2 separate regions of the Columba livia genome follow, and region 1 is linked to region 2. A link is a contact called in public Hi-C data. All regions are on one chromosome and are shown on one strand. Each heading gives the region's core, a stretch centred on a gene start, on an enhancer-like site or on the middle of the called end of the contact. The rest is flanking DNA. Distances are from core to core; before and after follow the strand shown.

Region 1 (6,593 bases), core at 1,927-4,426, 57 kb before region 2:
TCTTACAGCAAGTTACAAAACTCTTGAGAAACCCACTTGTCAGTCTAACGCAACGTCTCTAGACAGCCTTGCCAATGACTTAAGTAGAACAGATACCAAAATGCTCCCCAGGACATACCTGGTCCCTTTGCTCCCCCTTTTAAGATGCGTCCGAGTCTGAATATGATGGCTCGCTCATATTCCTTTATAATCTGTAATAAAGAGCCGCATGATCAATTCCAAACTACTGTAACACACGTTTCTATCCTGTCTGCTTTTGAGAATTTTTGCCTCAACTTTATCATCAAAAAGCAAACAGCAAAAGGAACAATCAGGACACTACTGCACAATCAGTATTCTGCAGGCTGTGGCACCATCCATCACCAGGGGAAGCAGCAGCACGTCAGCTGCGCAGAGCGAGCGGCCACCGGGAATATCCTGGCAACCACAACACTAAGTGCCGTGTATGTGACCCTGAGGTTCCACCAGCTCCGATTCTGACGTGGGACATCGGCCAAAACGAAGCAGGACATCTTTCCTCTGGTCTGGAAACCGAAATATCGAGCTCAAAGAGATCAGATGACACACCCTCTAAAATCTGCCATATACAGCCACAGATACGCACATACTTCTATCTTTATACTTACATACTTCATATTTACAGGCATACATACCTAGGGAGAGATCTCCTTAAAACAAAACAGTCCTTCAGGAGTAATTACGTATTCTTGCAATTATCCTGATCTTCCAAACCAGTTTATATACTGTTACAGTACCTATTTTTCTTAGTTTGAAGACTAATGCACTGAAATGTTGGGTCTGCTCTAGTTCAAGAAAGAATAGAATTAATTTGTTTTTAAAACAAGTAAATAAAATATAGAGCAATAATAGCCACTAGGAAACATCTGCATTGCTTCAAGTTTTCATCCAGCTTAGCGGTAAAGTTTTACCTTTATGCACATCCAGATTGATATGGGAAATGTAAGAATAGTGAAAAACAGTGAAGTGATCACCAGGATCCACCCACACACGCCAAGGCCAGTATCAGCGCCATCTGCAAGAAAAGAGCACCAGTTCTCAGGTTTTTGAAACCTGTTGAACGTGAAGGTCCAAGTCACAACTCAAATAACGTAAAATTTCGAGACTGAGTAAGCGCACAGTGTATGGAATGAGCTTTCTTATTGCGATTATCTGAACACCTCACTCATGGGACTTGGATAAGCTCATCAACAGGCTGTTCTTCCCGGATTGCTCAGGTTGTGATAGATTATGTGCCTCTTTAAAAAAATAAACCACGAGGAGAAAGAATATTAAAAAAAAATTAATTGAATCTGCCTCGCATCCCTTTAAGGCTGACTAGAACAGTCACCATTACTTTAGCAAGACATTATTCCTTGGATCATCAAACAGTATTAACAATTTATAATAAGCACTTAGCGCCGGAGGCTGGGACGGTGTGGGACACACTTCAGCGCGGTTCCTCTGCTGCTGCCAGGGCTACACAACCAAACAAACACCGGCCAAACATGCCAGGCTCCAGGGACCGGGCGAGGAAGGGACCGTCCCCAGCCGCGCAACAACCGCCAGATTTCAGCAGCACGTACCCGGGAGACGAGCTGAGCACAGGGCAGGAGGCACCACACACACCTCTGCCTTTTCGTGCTGCTCCGTCAGACCCAGGATGGGCTGAGAATGAGCGAGGGCTGTTACTCCACTGCTGGGGCTGAACTGTTCGCTAATTAGCAACCAGGAATAGCAAGGAATACTACTTTCCATTTAAACTAAATGCCTTTTCGGATGCTTCTGAAAGCATTTCACATGGGAAACAGCCACGATTATTACATCTATAATTTAAATTACATCTAATGCCATTTACTCTGTAGATATTTTATTATGACAAATATAACTGGCCTCCAAAACAACACATCACAGGGTAACTACAGAAGAAACAACCCCAGTAACACATCGAGTGCCACTTGCCAGGCCCCCCAAGGGGAGCATCAGAGTGAGCGCTGCTGGGTATTAATAACAACATATTTACAGAATGTAACACAGATCCTGTCCAAGGATACAGGAACCGGCATGTGCCATTCGCCGTGGGGCCCAAATGGATCTGCAGTTATTTATACAACAACTCAGATTACCAAGCCAGCACGTTTGTATATAGAGCCATCTTATAAATACATTTCCTTCTCCAGCTGCAAACAGCAAATGTAAAATGAAGCATGATTGTCTGTAGTGCGTTTCTGAACAACGTGGGTAACAGGAGAACACTCCAGCTCCTGGGATGGAAAGGGTTGTGGTATTTTAGTGCATCACCTCTAAAACCTCCTGACCCGGGTTACACTCACACCTACCAACCGAAAGGCCAAAACCCACTAAAATAACAATACCAAGAAGTAAAAAGTAACTATAGCTTCATTGTCCAACTTGAGGAAACATCATTGACTTTCATCCCTTCCTCCAGTCACACCTGTGGAATGTTCTGCACAAACGAAAAGCGCGAACGGTGTAAACAACCAGTCCCGCAGTTCTGTTCGTTCTCATTTACTGGTGCAGCACCTCGGGGACTCCTCCTGTTGACTCTGCTCCTCATTATCCCGTTAGCTTTCCCCTCGCTGACCCGAGTTACCGTACAGGAAAACGAAACGCACCAAAAAAAGAAAACCCCAAGTTACGGAACTGTGGCCAACTCCCCGCAATGCTCCCGCACCGCCCCTGCGCTGCTTCCAGCGGTGCGGAGCGTTCAACGGGCACCCCCCGGCGGGATCGCGGACAGCGGGGGGGAACCGCGAGGGGAGAACCGAAGGGTCTGCAAACTTCCCTCAGCGACTAAACAAAGTCGTCATTAAAACCGAAAGAGAAAGAAAGCGCCCCGGACTCGGAGCACGCGGGGAGCGACCGGCGGCGGGGCACTGCCCCCCGGGGTGGCCCCTCTCCCCAGGGCGTCCCCCCTCCCCGGTTACCTTGCCCCCGCCGGGCCTTGGACGCGCCCTCCGCCTCGTGATCCGCCATCGCCGCTGCCGCCGTTCCCCTGAGGAGCCGCCGCTGAGCGCCCGTTACCCGGCGCGCCCGTTACCCCGCCCCGCCCCGCCCCGCGAGCACAGGGCGGGGCCGCGAAGGTTGCGCGCGCCGTGCTCTCCACGCGCAGCGTCTCGCACCTGAGGGGCCGGAGCGGGACGGGATGGGACGGGGCGGCCGTGGCGGGGGCGCTCGCCCCTCGGCGAGGGGGCTGCGGGGCCACCGGGCGGGCGGCAGCTGCCGGACGGCCCCGGGAGGCAGCAGCGTGGGGCCGCCCGAGCGGTGCCTGGAGCGGGAGGACGACGACGACGGCGGCGGCGGCGGCAGCAGCGCGGAGCGGGGCGCTGAGGTGAGTGGACACCGGAGAGAGTTCGAGACGCGCCCTGGCCTCGTGGGGTTTCACATGCAGATGAGAGTTGTTAGTCGGTAATTTGTGAAGTGTGGTGTGAAATAAAAGAATAAGAAGTAGTATTCAAACTGATAAGACTTGCCTGTTAACAGCTCCATGTGAGTGGTTATTGCGTGCTGTTACATGCCATATTTAATGCTGTGATCATGCTGGAGTATGTGCCCAAAACGGGCAGGGAATTACAATAAACCTAAACAAAAAATTGCTTTTCAAAACTTCACTCCAAGTTTCATTGCTGCTTTCCTTCCTGACCTGTTGCAGGACATCAATGAAGAGTTTGGAGCTTTCATCCCTTTTTGAAGACGCAAACGTTGTGACCTCTGCTGCTTCTCTACAAGATTCATCGTGCAGAAACAGGTGTGTGTAGAAACACATCGTTACACACGGTCGTAACACACCAGGGATCACAAATGTCGCACTTGAAAGAAGTTCCAAGGTTGAGTTCGTGTCAGGCTGCGTTAGGAGGGCTATAGGTGGTTCGTGGCTGTTCTTTAGGCTTTGCTCACCTATGGGATGTGGGTAATTGATGGGCAGGGAGTGGCACATGCAAACTTATATTAATTGTATTGCTTTGCTGTACTGACAGTGTGTAATTGCTCACTTATTTGTAAAACACATTGCAGCCTATGAATGAAAAGCGGTATTAGACTGCTAGAATACATAGAGGTTTATTATGTGTGTTGGTATTATAATTTTGTGGTTAGACTCCTCCATGGAGGTAGCCTGGATCTTGCTTTCCGTTGTGTACCAGCGGAGCAAGGATTTTGTTTGGGCAGCATGGTGATGGAGAGGAATGCGTGTGCGGGGAGCACTGAATGCTGAAACGTCCTGTTCCTTCAAGGGCTGTGAACAGCATCAGTGAACAACCAACGCTCTTTCCCTGTGAGAGGGAGATATGTAATGAACAGGCTGTCTGTCGCTGGCATGAGCTCCCACTACCGCACTCTGCTGATCTCAGATCGGATTAGGAGTACATGGGAATGAAGAATAAATCTGTCTCAAGATGCTTGAGAGTTTATGACCTTTTAAAATTCCTTTCTATACTTTGTTTTTACTTACGTGCTTGTGGACAGTTGCTATTAATGCATTTCTGAGTGCTGACACCTGCTGTTCTGATATTAGTAATTCCTCTGTAATTTTGTTGTATTGTCTACAGTTCTGTGTGAGTTCATCTCTTGCAAAAGTAATCTAAACAACCTAATTACCGTGATCAGAACAGAGGTGTGTGTGTAGTCCTGTCCCTTAACGGAAGAGATCAAAGGATGGAGATGATCATATGTTAGAGCAGCATCACATGAAGTGATCGGCTGTATAATCTGACTGAAGCAGGGGCTGCCGTGATGCAGACGGATGACTGGTCAGAGCACACAGTGCAATTTTGATCAGAACACAGTAGAATATATAGTATTGAAGCTCATAATATTGTAAGGAAGTTGAGTGTCTGCAGTTTTATCTTTCTTTTTTGCTGGCCTTAGGGTCTTCTGGCAAATGGGCGGCTTAGAGTGTCTCAACGGGATTAGGAAGGGAGGAAGGATGTGCTGGAAATGCGAGGCACAGGTTCTGTGAAACCATAGAGTAGATAAGCTCTGATGAAACCTTGTCATCTGTAGCAAATTTGGCACTAGAAAAATCTAAGCTGGTGCCAATAATTAAGTGCTTTTAAGATTAATCTGAATGGAGCGTACTGCATTAGTTTACTTTATTTCAGCAAAGAGGAGGAAGCACCTATTCATTCGATCTGTCATTAAAAAACATGCGACCAAGACCTTCCTCCTTCATGAAGCAGGCAGCCTTACTTCATCCAAAGCTGCAACACCTCAGCAAAACGTTGTGTCCTTAGGTACAAATTTATGCTGGCATTCTGCTCAAAGAAGAGAAAGCCTTCTGTTTCATATCAGATAGGCCCTAATTCCATTTATTTGACTGTCTCTGGGTGTTTGCGGTGAAGCTGCTGTGGGTTATTGCTGCCCTCTCCTGTTCTCTGCACAGGTCAGTGCTAGAAAATGATGTTCCCTCTCCTTTCCTGTCAGCTGAGTGGTGTTATTTAATACAATTTTAGGTTTTCCATAAATACTGAAGAAAAGCATTAGGATTAGCAACAGGTGGTCGTAGTAACTCAGAAGTCGTTTACCACACACCAGATGCCTCGAGGGAGCTGAGTTAGTTCCATCAGATGTTCTGCAGCCTGTGGAGGCTCCTGAAGCACTAAAAGGCTAAGTATAGAAAGAGAAAAATGGGGAATGTAACTTTAACTGAATAGTAGTGTCTGAGTGTCTTCTCATCTTTTGTTCAATAAATGAAGGAATTAAAGAGTTTTATTTTAGTGTGGCTAGAAAACAATGGACTTGAAGATGGATTAATGTCTAGGCCTTATGAAAAGAAAAGCTTCCTTGGATTTTGCCTTTATTATTTACATAAGTCAGTTTGATTTCAAATACGGAGTCTGTTGTCAACAGTAACTCCTCAGTATTTCCCTGTAGTAAAGCCTGTGTTTATTTAATCTTTCCTTGAGTTCCGATGTGTCTGGTAGGCAGTGAATGGGAAAGGGCATTCGTGTGCCTGTATCAGCCTCGGAACCCCCTGTTCTTGTTCCCTTGTTTGCAGCTTTCTGTGATCTCTCAGAAGGGAAATAGTCGACCATTACTAGATTTATTTACTACATGTTATTTATCAATGTGTGCAGGGGCTTTTTAAGTTAAAAAAACCCCACAAGCAGTATTCAAAGCTGCCGTTAGATGTCAGCATGAGATTAACCACAGCTGCTCCCAATGACAGGCTCGTTTGAACCAGGTGTTCTGTATATTGTGTTTTGTCACCTCAGCCTTTGCTTTAAACCCTTTCTAGAAGTAAGTTATAGTCCATAATGATAATGCTGAAAAACTCTGCTTTGAATCAGTGTATCCTACAACATGGAGAAGTAATCAAAACCAGGATGCTCGTGCAACAAACGTTTCCCGCATTGCAAGAATCTGCCTTTCGTTTAGTTGCCTATTTTTGTATCATGGGGTTGTTTGTTTTCAGTGGAATTAGAATATGTGTATGTTGGAATCAATAATCCAAAAATGGGAATGTTTCAAAACCGGGTTTCTGTAAATAGAATAATTTTTCTCACATTACAAGATACATTATTTAAAGTATCTTTCTGCTTGGGAGGTTCGTTATATTTATGTTGTTTCCACTCTAC
Region 2 (6,412 bases), core at 522-3,021:
AGGAAAGCAGTAGCAGAGTCGCTCCCAAGTAATGCAGAGCGAGGTTTTATCTAAAAGCCACAGGTAATAAATGAGAAAGAGGTTAAAAACCCTGGGCTGAGGCCCAAAAAGAATTGCTTCCAAAAGCGTGCTTAGAGGGGTTTCAGCAGACTTCTCATGATCTCTTATGTATTAGAGTCAGTTTGTCTCCTTACAGCTGTGGCAGTCCAAACAATTTAGACACAGAGCTGCCTTTTAAAGCTTTTAAACCTGTATTTCCCTTAAAGGTCTTCTAGTGTGCCACTAATCCCTTAAGTTATTGCACTGAAGGCACTCTATAATCCTTTAATTTACTCCGCTCTCAATAGAGATGGGAACGAGCTGGGTCACTTTCCATATTTGGCCGTTATCAGTTTTGCTTTTTCAGCTCATGCACTAGGTAAAGGTGTTTTGCTTCCCTTCTAAACACTGGAGATGGTGTTTTAAATGTAGATATTAATTGCTTGCGTGTTTGTATGTATGTATATTTATAAAGGTACACAAACCCCAGAACTTCCTTACTCGTTTCCCTGACTTATACAGCCGGAGGGGCAGGATTTTAATGTAAGTTCCCTCAGGCCCCTTTGGAAATCAGCTAATGTGAAAATGGATGGACTTTTGAAAGCTGTGCTTTCATAAGCAATATAGAACTGGTGAGGGTCAAAATACGGCGTCAAGCACGGGTCATTTCTGGAAGCCCCATGTCCCCAGGCCTGGAGCAGCCAAAGCTGCTGAAGGCAAAGCCTTACGGTGACGGGTGACGCTGGGCGAGTGGCGCGGGTGTTGTTAACAAGCAGAAACACTGTACAAGGCTGTCTAGAGCAGCACATTTGATGTCTGAACGTGGAAGGTTTGTCCTGCCCGTTGCTTTTTGCTTGCGTGAGGGACACATTTCTCCTGTAGGTCGGTAGGCTGGGCGTCCTGGTCCGCGCCTGCAGTTTGTGTGGGTCCCGGCCACGCTGCAGCGCTTCAGTTCATCTGAAATCGAGCGCTGAAGCGTTCACTTTGGGGAAAAACACGCCCTGCAATTGTATAGACTTTGAGAAACGTCGCCGAGAATAAAGACGGTCAAAGTTTTGCTTCATTAACATTTACACTGAAAGAGGCATCCTCAGATGCCGAGCACTTAATGCTTCTTTTTGAAGAAACCAATTTATTTGAAGTGCAAGCCTCCTTTGTACATTATGTGCTTGCATTTTTGATTTCTCACAGCACTTCTGCATCAGCGCGTTTCTTGTAGAGCTGGAAATCAAGCCTGGGCTTGTTCTGAAGTATCCAAATGTGGTAATAGGTGGACTGGTGTAAAATTTGGCATCTGGAGTTAAATTACAGGATGCTTCTTAAGCTTCTTGGTTACTATGGTAACAAGTAATAGTCATCCTTCATGATTAAGCAGTGTCCATGGTAACCAAACGAGCAAGTTTTAAATGAAAGATATTTTCCTTTTACATTTTTAGCACTCAAAGGTCAACAGTTATTACCTTTATACCTTTAGATGGGAACAGGTTTTCATCTGGCTGCCTGTTTGAAGTGAGAACATTTGGTGTGCACGTACATAACTTTACTTGTAGGACCAGCTGAATTTTGGGTGACTACCAAGATGGAATTGGTGAGAGCGCAGGAGTCTCCCCAGGGGGGGCGAACGTTGTTCACAACATGTGAACAGTGTTTTCAGGCTTTCCTGTTGCTGCTGCTTTTTAGCTTTGTCTTGGAGTTGCTTCATCAGGATGGATACAATATTTTGCGCAGTAACTACCAAAAATTATTGCTCTGTGGTTGGTTAAAACCTGTTGTTCTTCTCTAAGCGTTTCCCAAGAAGCTGTGTTCTAAACAGCCAGGCTTCAATCCCAACCTTCTGCTGTCTTGAACAATATTAAAGTTCCTTCAGTGTTCAGGCAATCTAGCTTGGATTAATTGGCTCTGAGCATTAAGGCTCTTTCAGGCTGATGTAAGAGCTGCATGTACTGCGTGAATTCCAAATCTTAATGTTTGGTCTATTATGCAGATGGATGTGAACAGAGATATGTATGTGACCCCATTTATCTCTCTAATGAAGTGCCATCAATAGAACATCTGTTTCTTCGCTGCAGAAGATGAAATCTCCGATGAATCATGCTTATAAATTAAGTATTTATTTATTTCATTCGCGTTTTGCCAGTACAGACCTGTCAGAGCAGCCACCACGCACGACAGGAAACATGGCCAAGAATTAAACCGCTCCGAGTTTTCATCTATACTGCTACTCCACGTACAAAGGAAACTGTTCTGAACTGGTTTGGATGCGCCTGCCCAGGTCAGCAGTTCAGAAAACCCCAACGCGAATGTCAGGACAGTTGGCCAACAGAATGAACCTCATTGACAGGAGAGAAACCCATCCGGATGGCAGCCAGGGCTATGTCGGGTCGCACTGGGGTTGTCCCTGGGGCTCTGTGGGGCTCTGCGCTTCTACTTCTCCAAGGGTGTCTGTAGGTGACGGTTTCGGTTGGCGGTGACAGTGACATGTTGGGGTTTCTCCGCGAGCAGCAGCCGTGCTGATGAAGAGCTGCAGGAGAGCAGCGCGGGAACGGGGGCGAATCCTTCCAGAAATGTTAAGCATGATGGATGAACCTCATTTAAATCTCCCCAGAGCTGACTTCTTGTTCTCCAGACTCCGCGGTGCTTGTCTTTATCATTGCATAGGAGGGAGCTGATGTTCCACTCCACTTTGTCATGCTTTCCAGTTTAACTGGGGTATCAGCAGTTTCTACGATCTGATTCCCAGCCAGGCTAGAATTTCATCTTTTCCTGATGTATTTTTTAAGCCTGTGCTTGCTTTCCGCTTCACCCTGGAGAACCGGCTCCTAATGAGGTGCCATTAGCAAAGGACAAATTTGTTCTCTAGACATCATACCGAAGAAAGACAAATATCATACATGTTTTATTTTGGGGACTGATAAAGAATAAAAATACCAAATATATATAAATATACACATATCTAATTAAAAAAATGGCAGACAGTAGAATGCAGCTCGTAATAAAGGCTGCTCAATCGGCGTCATTTGCTGTTTGTTTTTAGAAAGGGGCTTAATTTTCTGGATGTCCCTGTCCCCACCCTGTCCCCAGGTCTGGGAGCTGCCGCTCTGTCTTTCTCTTGGATGCAGATCTATTTCTTCAGGTTTGTAGTACAGAGAATTTAGCGTGTGTATTTTCGGACTCCTCATATTGAGAATTATCTAAGCTTTCCTTTCCCATTTGTGCTATTTTCTTCTTGCCTTTTTGCCCTCTGGGAGTATTTTCTTCTTGACAAACGCGTCTCATCGGTGTCCTGAGGTGAAGAGCCCGTTCCCCGTCCGTCTCCAGCGGGGCAGGTTTGCCGCGGGTGCCTGTCCCTGAGCTCCAACCCGCAGCAGGAGCTCGGCCAGCCCGAGGCGTTTGCCGACCGGTGGTGCTGGGTCTTCTCTCTGCAGCCGTGGAAGGTACAGAGGAGCACGCAGAACACAGAGAGTCCTGCAAATCACCGGTGATACTGAACATCAGCCAAACAGGCAGATAAACAACGGCAGGGACAGATCCTGCGCCCTGTGTCTGTGTCACAAGCGGCTTTCTCCGGGCAGCGCGGATCTCGGTCCTCTCGCCCGGTCAGCGCTGGGGGTTCCTGGGCCAGCCAAGGGGCTTCAGCTCCCTCTAGTGAGGAGCTGGGTTTGTGGATCAGAGTGTCGCTGCCTGGACCCGCTGCTGGGGATGGTGGAGCCCATTCACACGGCTGCAAGGCCAAACGGAGATTTCCAGGAGGGGAGAGGCTGCTGAACTGCCAGCCAAACCCCCCAGGAAAAACGGCAGCAAGTCCCGTTTCTGCTTGTGTGCGTCAAAAAGCACCTCAGCATGCTGCTGGGGAAAGAGTTACTGCGTAATATTAGAGAAAATAGAGAAATTGATACATATCAAGTACACCGAGAAATAGCACAGCTTTCCTTTCAGTACTGGATTCGAGAGCCATTAATAGCACTTGCTCAGGAGCAGTGTGAGGAATATTAAATCCTACACAGTACACGATATCCGGGAACCTGACACACAGATGAAATGAGATCCATTAAAGTGCACAGCGCGCTATGGCAAAGGTCAATGTCACTTCAAATCATTATTTAACAAAGAAAAAGCTTTTCCTCCAGAAGGTCTTAGTCCAACTTTGCGAGGAGACAGTCGTCGTTTGTAGCTGTCGGGAAGCAGCGCGGGCTGATGTTTTCTGCCAGTTGTTTTCTGTTTTGCAGGCAGTTCTCATAAGGCTCTTTGGTTCACGCAATGTCTCGATGTCCAGTGTTCCTGGAGCTGCAGAGGTTTGTGGTTTCAACAGGTGCTTCAGCTGTAACTTGGCTTTGGCTCTTAACTCACCTTTTCCCCTGGAATTCAGACATTTCTGCACCTCTGCTTCCCATTCAGATTTATTCCTGACTTGTGAAGGGGCAAGTTGACTCAACCCAGTATTTATTATTTGCTGTCTTTGTTTATTCCCAGGGTAATATTCCACTTCTTAAAAGTGCCGCTATTCTAATAGCAGCTCCTAAATACCCCTTTAGATTCGGATTAAAGATCCGTCGTTCCTCCTGGACTCATGTGGCCACCTGGAGCTGTCTGAAATGCAGATTCTTCTGCAGCCTCTCTTGAGTATTTGGAATCACACAGACACTACAAATATCTAATCTCCAGGGATTGTTTTTAATTCATAAATGCTACTGTGTGCCATGCTAAATAAATCACTTCTGTCACCGTGCGCCTCCTCCTCCCCTCCGCCGGGTTTGCAGGCAGGAGTTATTAGATAATGCCGAAATTAGAGGAATAGCACCTAAATTCATTAAGCAATAAATTTAATTCACGGAGTGTAATTGCTCGCTCAGGAGACCGGTAATTCCTGTTCCCTCTGGTTTCGCAGAAACTCCACCCCGGGGAGATGGGGCGCCCAGGCGAGCAGCACCCGGGCTGCGCGGGGCCGTCCCACCAGCTTTGGGTTCCGATGCGCTCTTAGTTGTCTGTTCCAGGCGGAGGGTCTGGTGCACTCTGGTTGTCCCGGGACTCTCCTCTCCCTCGGCGCTGCCCTGGCGTTCCGGCCGTTCCCCTCTCGCTCGCTGCCGCTGATGAAGCCGCCAGCTCCGCTGCTCTCCCTCCCGCCTTGCTCGCGCTGCCATGGCGTGTGTGTCGCTGACGGGCGCGGCGTCTTTTTGGTGAGTCGAGGGAGATGTTTTCTCATTGCTGACTTCTCTGACGCTCACTCCGCTCTGTACCTCCCTGTCTTGTTTGAAGTTGGAACAGTTTAATCTCAGATCGACTTGCTTGGTCGTGATCCCTTCCAGCTGGTGCTCTGCTTGTGTTCGTACTGTCTCTTCCACGGGCTGATCCCGGAGCCGCGTGTGAGAGGAGATCAGGAGAGGGGGAAGAGCGTGAACAAACAGGAGTTAATGTATTTCGTCCCCACTAATGAGAGCGTAATCCCGATGATCTCTTTGCTAGCTGTGATTCACAAGAGCAGGTGATGCAAATGCAAAAACATCGCACTTGCTAAGTGAAAAGTAAACAGTATTAATATTTGTTCGTGTGTTTGTGACACATCACGACCTGCTCCGTAGCAGCGTCTGCGGAGTCGCAGCCAAGGCGGCGATGCCGAGTGGGTTAAACAGGAGCGCTCGCAGCCCTGGGGGGTTGCTGCCCTGCTTAGTAACTGTTCTGCAGCATGGACAACAGACGTGGAAGAGCGTGCTGGGGACTGATTATTCTGTCAGTTCAAATGCCTTGAATTAGTTAACAAAACAAACGTGTTTATTGCTGTACAAGAATAGTTTCAGAAATGCTCATAAGCCCTGGGTCCTAAATGAACGTGCAGGGTTTGCAGTGGTGTCCTGTTGGCAGTGATTTCAGTGGGACACTCTCGACCCTGACAGCTTAAAACAAAAAATCCTGGTGCAGCCCACAGCAAGCAGCATTTTGGACGCAGCCACGTGTGATAATGTGGAGGAGCTTTCAGAGGTCTGATGATTTCAAGGAAGGTTCTCTTTGAAGATCGTATCCTGCAGCGGGGAAAAACCCAACACATTGCAGCCCTCTGTAAATATTTGGAAAAGCAGAAAGCACTTCTGTGGGTTTCTTTTGCTTTGTGGTTGCATGAGGTGGATGAGCCGTGGACACGGAGCAGTTGCTGTGGGGACATTCAGTCGTGTTCATGCAAAAGAACCGGGAGCAACGTGCAGGTTCTGCTCCGTGCAGGGTGGAAATACAACAAGGGTGCGAGTGGAAATGCCCGGTTACCATTGAGCGGGTTTAGAAAAGTACAGGAAAAATGCCATCAATGAGGAGAACGGTAGATGAGGAATTGCTGTCAGAACGGCCGCAGTCCTGCTCCAAGTGACTTCTGGGCCTTTTCCAGTCC

Evidence for each region. Hi-C and Micro-C count contacts between places; a contact is called where the count stands out from the background.
Region 1: a Hi-C map of liver shows a contact between it and region 2, with 2.2 times the contacts expected there. The contact joins the promoter of STOM here to the enhancer-like site in region 2. A contact is called at or near these places in 2 of 2 Hi-C or Micro-C datasets (crop and liver).

What each region holds. Positions count from the first base shown.
Region 1 is chr19:2,091,879-2,098,471 of bColLiv1.pat.W.v2, reverse strand. STOM (stomatin) reads right to left here and starts at 3,176. Exons shown (of 7, transcript XM_065035541.1): 1 at 2,946-3,176; 2 at 930-1,033; 3 at 119-191. The coding sequence starts at 2,994.
Region 2 is chr19:2,033,935-2,040,346 of bColLiv1.pat.W.v2, reverse strand. All of the region lies in intron 1 of DAB2IP (DAB2 interacting protein), which reads left to right. Among named protein-coding and RNA genes, the nearest start is that of DAB2IP, 30 kb to the left of the region's middle. Within about 2 kb of position 1,771, at least 1 of the 3 cell types and tissues checked has an H3K27ac peak away from gene starts, as active enhancers do.